Regions from separate parts of the Mus musculus genome. Here region 2 is linked to region 1. A link is a contact called in public Hi-C data. All regions are on one chromosome and are shown on one strand. Each heading gives the region's core, a stretch centred on a gene start, on an enhancer-like site or on the middle of the called end of the contact. The rest is flanking DNA. Distances are from core to core; before and after follow the strand shown. Region 1 overlaps Foxo1 (forkhead box O1). Region 2 has its middle 21 kb from the start of Gm30173.

Region 1 (4,296 bases), core at 647-3,146:
TTTTTTGTGTGAGATTTAAAACTTCAAGGTAAATGCATATTTATAGATTCTGCACTTCAGTGATTGCCTGATAATTGCTTTTGACTGGGAGGATAAAAACATCTTGGTTGGAAGAACAAAGAACAAAATAACCCTGTCCTGTGTCTCTATGTGCCTGACATTTCCCACCCTAGGACAGTACAGTAGATCTCATTCAAAACCGACCCAGTGGAGAGACCCAGCTATGGTCATTAAAGCAGATCTGTTTTGGCCAGCCAGGACTAGAAAACTGACTGTAGTGTGTAAATTTAGGCAATGTGTGTGTTGAGAAACCATCAGACCCTTCCTTGACACGAGTTGCTATTTCCCATAAATAACATGAATGCTTTATACTAGTTGGAACACTGGAATCTGGTTATCTTATATGTATATCTTATATACATGTACAAAACATTATTATTCTAAAGATGCTGGTGTCCTAGTAGTGTTATTAACTAACTTCATTCCTATTGATGGAGACGGGCATTTTTACACATGCTGCCTTGTTGAGTATGTTGAACTGTCCTTGACATAGAAGCTGAGGAAGTTGACGGCTCCTAGAAAGCTCTGTGGGGGTCATCTGTTGGTTTGTCAAATGACTCTTACTATTCCCTTCCTTTCACAGAACCTCTGGAGGGTAGCCTGGGTCCTCCTTCCTTCCTATTTCCTTTTCTGCTGTCTGTACCATGAGCTGTCCTAATGTGGAACATGAATGGTAGATGCCTAAGAGATGCCTAAAACCTCACATCTTCCCTGTAATGTTTTTGGGGTGTCAGTCAACAAAGTTTTATTGAGCTCATGTGTGTAGAACACCTGTTAGAGGCTTTGAGGTTAGAAACTTAAGTTTAATCTTGTGTTTAAGGAACTTGGAGTCTGGTCTATAGGGGCATAGAGCAGAGTGCTCAGGAGCAGAACAGGTTGAGCATCGGGGTACACCAGGTTTGTGTCTACCTTTCTGGCAGAACTGGCTTGTGTCAGGCTCCCTTAGCATGTGCTTGCAGTGTTCAGCCATCCAGAAGCATCAGGAATGTGTCTGCGGCTCCCCTGAGCCCAGAAAGCCAGCAGGGAGGGCAGTGTGGTTGGTACAGAGAGATGGTTGCCTTGGCCCTTCTCTAGTGGTATCGTACAGACACAGGCTTTGAATAAGTGTGTAGCACTGGTTGTCTGTTTCCTCACAGAATGCTTGCTGGGAGAGAATGCTGAGAGTATAAAATCCCAGAGCTCCATCAGTTGCAGGCAGCTCCCAGCAGAGTATTGTGGACATAGCACCTCAAGCCTGCTCCTCTTTAGTGTCCCACTGGCTGCATGAAAAACAGGAATTTATGTAACAAGCTCTGCACAGCAAACGTTTTCCTGTTGTGGGGGTGGGTGGGTAATTGTTGGCAAAGTTAGTATACAGCTCTGTTACACAGAGTGACCTGAAATGTCCTCAGAAAAATATGTAGTGCGATATTTTGATAAGTTAAGGATTGCTATGTCCAAAAAAAAAAAAAACCAAAAACAAAAACCCAACCAACAATAAGCAGAAGTCGTCCAAGCATTTAGTGGATACTAACCCTGAAGTTAGTGAACTATTTTTAAACTTTTTAGGAGTCTTCGTTATTATGTCTTCTTTGGTCCTGCTGAAAACGCCCCCCACCCCAGCCCTGGCGTCTGGCAGAACTGCCTCAGGCTTATAGAGCTGTACCCCCCCCTGTTAGTCAGGCAGTCAGGAAGCTGATCTCTGGAAGGATCGCCTCCTATACTCTCTGTATTATTAACTAAATGTGACAGGACCGGAGCAAGCTCCCTCTCTTGTAGAGGCCTATCAGAGCTTATCTGTGTGGCTATTGTGTTTAAAGAACAAATTGTCATGGAAGATACGGTGCCCAGACTCCCAGCATGTAGGTGGCTTTGGAGAATGCAGTTACAGGGCTGGCTGCTTTCCAGGCCTTGCCCAGGCAGGCTGCTGCTTTTTAAGGAGGAATTGGGGATTTTGATCACTGGTTTTGGTGGACACAGTAGCCAGAGCTGTAGCTCTGGTGGGGGTAGGATGACAGGGAGGTGGGGACAAGGAATGTTTTTGAGAATACATGGAATTGAGATACAACGTGAAAGAAATGTATTCCTTAGCCTTTTGGGAGATGTTTGGAGTTCACGACCTCATAACACACCTAGAGCTGAGATAGATCGTAAGTGAAAGAACAGAATGAAGCCTCAGGAGAGACTACCACTGCCACATACCCACATACCTGCCTGGCATCCAACCAGAAAGCTCCTGTTGGGCCATGTCTGATCCGCCCTCACTCTGCACCCTGGCAGCAGGACTTAACACATAGCTGTTGTGTTGCAATCCTTGGGTGGAATGTAGTGCAGAATGCATTTTGAAATAAGGGTTTCTAAGCTCTCTTAGGTCTGTGTCTGACTTTTGTCTCTTTTTACTAAGTGAGATTACCATTACACTCACTTTGTTTTCCATCTCTTGTTGAGAAAAGGCACTAATGTGCTCAGGGTCACAGAGAAGTCTGGCCCTGTATATTGTTCTGATCTGGTAGAACGGTTGGCACTTTAAGCACCTTCAGTCGCCGTCAACAACATGAGGATGTGGGCACTGTGGCTGCCTCCTTGGGTGACCACAAATCTAGTTAGAGCCTTTTGTGGTCCAACAGGGGTCACAGAGTATTTGGGCAACTAAGCCTTGTACTAGGTTGGCAGAGAAGGCCAAAAATTTGAGAAGCCAGGTGCATAGCTCTGCATAGCTCTGCTCTGAGGATTGTGAGACATCCAGAATTCTGTCCCTGGACTGGGCATTAGGCCCCTTCAGAGCTGCCAGGTGAATATGTAGCAACTGTGCTGGGGCAGGAAGCCTAAGTGTTCTTCACATTCCCAGATTTGTACCACAGGATCCCCCAAACGTCAGAAGTCATGCTGGGGGTTCCTTGCCTTCCTCTTGTATTCTCCTGTGGGTTTGCAGTTTGCACACATTTGCGGTGGCTTTGTTGTAGTATCCTATCAGCACATCCACTGAGTAGGAGCAGAAGGGCCTCACCTCACTTAGGGGAGCTTGCTTCAGCCCGGCCCCCCTCTAGTTACCACTCTGGACGGCATACTCTCTACAGTGTCCTAAAGTTAGTGCTTTGCTTAGAGCAGAGATGTTCTCACATTTGAATATTGCATTTTGTGGCAAGTTAACTTTCTCAAGAAAATAGCTTTTCTTTATATTCATTTTTATTTGCCTGATACAAAGACTCTGGTGTAAACAAGTTTAAGTCCTAACTTTCGGGGGAATCTATCTATCTTGGGAGTGAGTTAGATAGTTCAAACTAGCCCCAGACTCACTCAAAACCCCGCTGCCTTTTCAGCTGAGATCCTAAGTTGATACTGTGTATTGCTTTGGGTTTTTGTTCCTGAGTAGGAATAGATCCTGCTTCATCTCCCTTTATGTTACCCTATGGGCCCAATGACAGAGAATGTCACTTTGTAGAAATGGTGTTTATTTCACCTGAAAAAATGTTGAGAAGAGCTTTGTTTTTGAGTCAGGGTCAAAAACTGTATAAAAGAAATATATGAAAATCAATATATGTGTATATGCATGTATAAAAGAGAATATAAACTATGAGCTTATTTAACTAGAGAAATAATTCCTTTTTTTAGATGCTGTTTTTCCTCCATCAACTTGCGATCTCTTACTGAGTTTATTACTGCTGTTGAGAGCCAGTGAGGTAGCTTGTTTTGCTGCACAAGTTTTATTCTCAGAACCCAAGTAAAGGTGGAAGGTGAAAAGAGACTCCAAAAGCTGTCTTCTGACCTCCACACAAATTACGAGCTGTTAGGCTGCTCAGAATGGGCACTGTATATCTCTGATCCCCATTGAGCAGTAAGTTTTCCAAGGGGGGAGTGCTGCACTTCTAACATACTGTTTTGCTTTGCAGAATTCAATTCGCCACAATCTGTCCCTTCACAGCAAGTTTATTCGAGTGCAGAATGAAGGAACTGGAAAGAGTTCTTGGTGGATGCTCAATCCAGAGGGAGGCAAGAGCGGAAAATCACCCCGGAGAAGAGCTGCGTCCATGGACAACAACAGTAAATTTGCTAAGAGCCGAGGGCGGGCTGCTAAGAAAAAAGCATCTCTCCAGTCTGGGCAAGAGGGTCCTGGAGACAGCCCTGGGTCTCAGTTTTCTAAGTGGCCTGCGAGTCCTGGGTCCCACAGCAACGATGACTTTGATAACTGGAGTACATTTCGTCCTCGAACCAGCTCAAATGCTAGTACCATCAGTGGGAGACTTTCTCCCATCATGA
Region 2 (4,538 bases), core at 386-2,885, 150 kb after region 1:
TGATCATTGTGAATATACTTTTGATATTTTATCAAATTCAGTGATAATTTACTTAGAGCAGTCAGTATATAATGTGCTCTCCTGAGTTGCGCTGTCTCCATCTATGCCCCGGTTTTGCTCCTTTTCTTGCTAAGAATAGTCTTTCTATGAGTATTTCCAAGGACAGGTCCTCTGTTGTCAAATTTCTACATCCTTGTGTCACCGACAATGTCTTGTCTCTTCCTTTCTTCCTCCCTCCCTTTTTTCTAAGACAAGATCTCACTATGTAGCCCAGGTTAACCCTGAACTGTCAATCCTCCTGCTTCAGAGTCCTGAGTGCTAGGATTACAGGCATGTGGCACCACGTTTAGAAGCTTTTACTCTTAACTGATAGCTTGGCTGGATATAAGATGCTGGTTTTAAGTTTTCTGCCTTTGGCTCTCTGAGCATAGTTTCCTTATGTCTTTCCAGGGCTGCTGATGAGGAAAATGTCCTCTTTCTGCTTCTTTTTATCCTATCTAGAATCAACTTATACTCTGGAAGTTATTAGAATTATCTCTTAGTCTTCATTAACCTTAAATTTTACCCAAACGAGTCCAGGTATTGTTGTTAAAATTATCTAATCCTGATCAGGATTTCTACCCTGCCGTTTATCATTTAGTTCCCAATAAAAGACACACACATGATATTTATATTTACAATAAGCCTTAGTCCGCACTAGAGCTGGGCAGATATCTACCCTCTATGCTATTAGAATCTACTTTCCTATTGATAACCCCAAGTTATTACTACTTACTATGTTTCATCTGAGCTGCTCTTAACTCCAATTGGACAGCCCTCAGGGTCACTTTTTTTTTTCTGGCTCACCTAAACCATGCCAGCTTCTCCTTCCTCTTCCACCTTCTCCTTGTGGTTCATGTCCAACCTCCCAGCCTAGGAACCCTAACACACACACACACACACACACACACACACACACACACACACACACACACCCTGCCCTGTCTTGTCTGCCCAGCTGTTGGCTGTCAGCATCTTTATTCACCAATCAAAAAAAATCCTTAGGGGCAAGGTCACACAGTGTCACCTGGGTCTATGTTCAGATTCTCTCATCTCTGGGACAACCAGGTCTTTGCAGCCCAGTATTACAAACAGAATCATTGCAAGGTAACATTAAAAAAAATATCTTAATTAACCTAGAAGTCCTAGAAGTGAGAAATTTCTATTGGGGTTGTTTTATATCTATTTTGGTTTTGGAAACCTTCTGTTGATCTTCCCAGATATTCTGCTGTCCCCATTTCTGTCCCTTTTCAGCACTTCTGCACACTACCACTGAGCTATAGCCCCTGCACCAGTTAGAGACTCCTCCTGCTTGGCACTCTATATTCCACTCAAACGTACATTTTATTTAACAATTCCCATGTCTTTATCACTTCTGAGGTCTGCTTGGAACAAATGCTGTTGTACTTAATATTCTGGCTCAGTATTTTTTTCTCCCCTTGGCTCCTATTCAATCCATTTACTGAGCTCTTTAATAAAACACTTTCATCTCCAGTGTGATGGTTAATCATGCATCAACTTGGCCGTGTAATACTGCCCAGTTGTTGGGTCCAATAGTTGTCTAGATACGGCTGGGAAAATACTCTTACAGATGTGCTTCCTGTGTATCTCAGTTGACTTTCAGAAAAGGAGGTTCTCTTTAAAAGTTCAAAGGGCATGGTGTTGCACACCTAAGAGGATACTATCTTTAAAAGTTAAAAGAGCATGGTGTTGCACACCTAAAAGGATATTATCTTCAAAAGTGTGAGCATCCAGGACATGGCAGTGCATACCTCTAATACCAATGGGTGGATCTTTGAAGATTCAAGGCCAGCATGGTCTACAGAGCAAGTTCCAGGCTACTCAGGGCCTCATGATGTGGCCCTGTCTCAACTCTAACCCCTCAATGTGGACATTCATTCAGGAGCAAAATCTGGGGTTTCCCAGAAAAGACATTTTTTTTTCTCTTAAGACTAACAGAAAATCTTGCTGTGTTCTTACCCTAGACTATGAACTTTGAACTCAAGGCCCAATTTCAGCTCTTGTTTGAATTTCCAGCCTGCCAGCAGTTAGACTTTGGACTTGCCTTTGTGCATAGCCATGTGAACAAACTGTAAACCTGTTTGTCAATCTACACACAAACATATACACCACACACAGACACAGACACAGACAGACACAGACACAGACACACACACACATACACACACACACACAGAAACATGTATCTACACACATGCATACACACACTCACCCACATTCATACTCGCACACATAGGCATACACATAGAAACACATACGCACTCACACATGTACACACACATTCACACTCTCACACACACAGACACACAGAGAAATAGAAACACATTCTCATTGAGAGAGAGAGAGAGAGAGAGAGAGAGAGAGAGAGAGAGAGAGAGAATCAGCCCTCTATCTCATCAAGCCCTGAGCACACAGATTTAGCCAAATGCAGCTGAAAAGCATTGGAGCATTGGGAGGGATAAGTAGGTGTCACTATTGAATATGTACCGATTTTCTGCCTTTTTCTTCCCTAAATAGTAAGAAGAACAACTAGTTGCATAGTCTTCCGTTTTCATTAAAAGTTGTTACACAAAATAATGTTTTGGGTGCTGGAGAGACAGATGGCTTAGTGCTTAGGCGTGCTCTAAGCTGCTCATCCAGACCAAGGCAAATAACCATGGGCCGAACCCTCTGAACCCCATGAGCAGAGGAAGTCAGCCTTCCTTTCCATTTCTTTCTCCATCATTTGATCAAAGCAATGAGAAAAGTGACTAACACGCCTTTCCAAAGTGTTTCCCTCCAGTCAGCTCTCTGCTCAGCTCTTGGCAGCAATGCCAGCCAAAGTGAAGCTGTTTCTACATAGATGAGAATGTTTGGCTGTGTGCTTTGTATCAGTGTAACGCCTGGGCTGTTCCTGCTGCAGGCAGGAGCTTGGCGGACTGACCAGTGAAGCCCTTGTGCTGTGAGGTATATTGGTATATAGGGGGCAGACACAGTCCCAGCACCCTGATGAAGCCTTGTAGCTGCAAACATCAGGAGTGGAAGGGTCTAGAGCAGGCATCTCATGTGCTTTTCAAGACTAATTATATCAGTGATGATCACAACCGATGCTTATGAAAATGTGGTTTGCACAGGGTTATGGGCTAAACATTCCCTTTTAGGTTATTTATTTAAGTCACACCATACATGATGGAATAGTCATCCTGATCGTATTAGACAGATGTCATATCTGAAAACCAGAAAGATTGATGGCTCTATGTTGCACAGAGAGCAAGCGGCAAAGTTGGTCTAACTGACTTGGGGGGTCCTGTGCTTGTCGACTGGTCCCGTGGCTCTCGAAACTCCATCTTTAGTTTGAGAGTGGAGTGGCCACCACAAGCCACGCCAGCTCAGCCATGGGGAGATGTGCTCCACTCTCTTGCTTACCTAACAGGCCTTCATCGGCAGAGCCTCTGCTTCTGGAAGGTCATGGAGAAACACCTAACAGGTTCCCTTTCTCCTGCAGCCACTATCGGCAGTTTGCTTGTGGCCTTTGGTCTCATTTTCCTGTGGCAAAGGACTTAGGTACGTGAAGCAGGATAAAGGCAGCTGTGGGAGGCCCTCAGGTCAGAGAGTGAAATGGCAAGATCCTGACTGCCCTAGGGAGGCTCAGCCATCCTGTTAAGTATCTGCCTTTCCCGAGCCTTCAGTGTGTGAGGGGGAAGCTGCACTGGGCTTTCCTTTTGGTTTTTGCTGTTTTCTTCATTTGAGTCTGATGATCTTGAGAGTGAGTTTTAGTTCTTTTTTTTAAAAATTATCTATCTATCTATCTATCTATCTATCTATCTATCTATCTATCTATCTATCTATGATTTTTCTTTCTGAAGTAGAAAGAAAGCTCAGCTCAGCACCCTTTCCATCTCCGGTCCGTCTGAGTGTATGTATAGAGAAATGGAATCTTGAACTTGAAGATATATCTGATATATTGCCACTGATATAAATACCTGGCAATACCATTTTGTGCGGTTTTTTTCTTTGAACCATACATTTTATTTAGCCCAAACTAGATACATTGCCAAGGTAGGAGTTGGGCTGTGAGGGTTAGTGGGGTTATATTTTGTCAAATGCTTACACGGTTGCCTCCTCCTGGAACATTAGGAAGACTGGTTTCAGGTTAGTGTGTCCATAGGAATGAGGACTGGAGAAAAGAGAAAGAAAGAAAGAAATCCCTTCCAACCACTCACAAAGACCCAGGCCTTCTGGAAACATCGCCTCTGCTCTGCAGTGAGGTTGGAATGGGTTTCTACTTCATTTACCCTGAAAAATATAGTTCCCACCCCCTCTTTCGTGGACTCAAGTGACCTAGGAGGCAAAGAGGGCCAAACGGTAGCATCTTGACTCTTCTCTTCCACACGAATCACAATCTTTCTTTATTAACTGGGTCCTTGTAACTGCGTCATTTCTCAGGCCTAAGCTAAAATCTCTGACAGTGCAGCTCCAGGAAGGACGGGCTTCACAGT

What was found. Hi-C and Micro-C count contacts between places; a contact is called where the count stands out from the background.
Region 2: a contact with region 1 is called in a Hi-C map of liver, with 1.8 times the contacts expected there. The contact joins two enhancer-like sites. A contact is called at or near these places in 2 of 484 Hi-C or Micro-C datasets (liver and nephron progenitors) and 2 of 115 datasets of contacts at active chromatin or transcription factors (CD8 T cells and double positive thymocytes).

The regions. Positions count from the first base shown.
Region 1 is chr3:52,341,110-52,345,405 of GRCm38.p6, forward strand. Foxo1 (forkhead box O1) reads left to right here. Exons shown (of 3, transcript NM_019739.3): 2 at 3,930-4,296. Among named protein-coding and RNA genes, the nearest start is that of Foxo1, 75 kb to the left of the region's middle. Within about 2 kb of position 1,897, at least 78 of the 459 cell types and tissues checked have an H3K27ac peak or open chromatin away from gene starts, as enhancers often do. A contact at or near this core is called in liver, where this site is marked.
Region 2 is chr3:52,493,521-52,498,058 of GRCm38.p6, forward strand. No RefSeq gene overlaps it. Among named protein-coding and RNA genes, the nearest start is that of Gm30173, 21 kb to the right of the region's middle. Within about 2 kb of position 1,636, at least 8 of the 459 cell types and tissues checked have an H3K27ac peak or open chromatin away from gene starts, as enhancers often do. A contact at or near this core is called in liver, where this site is marked.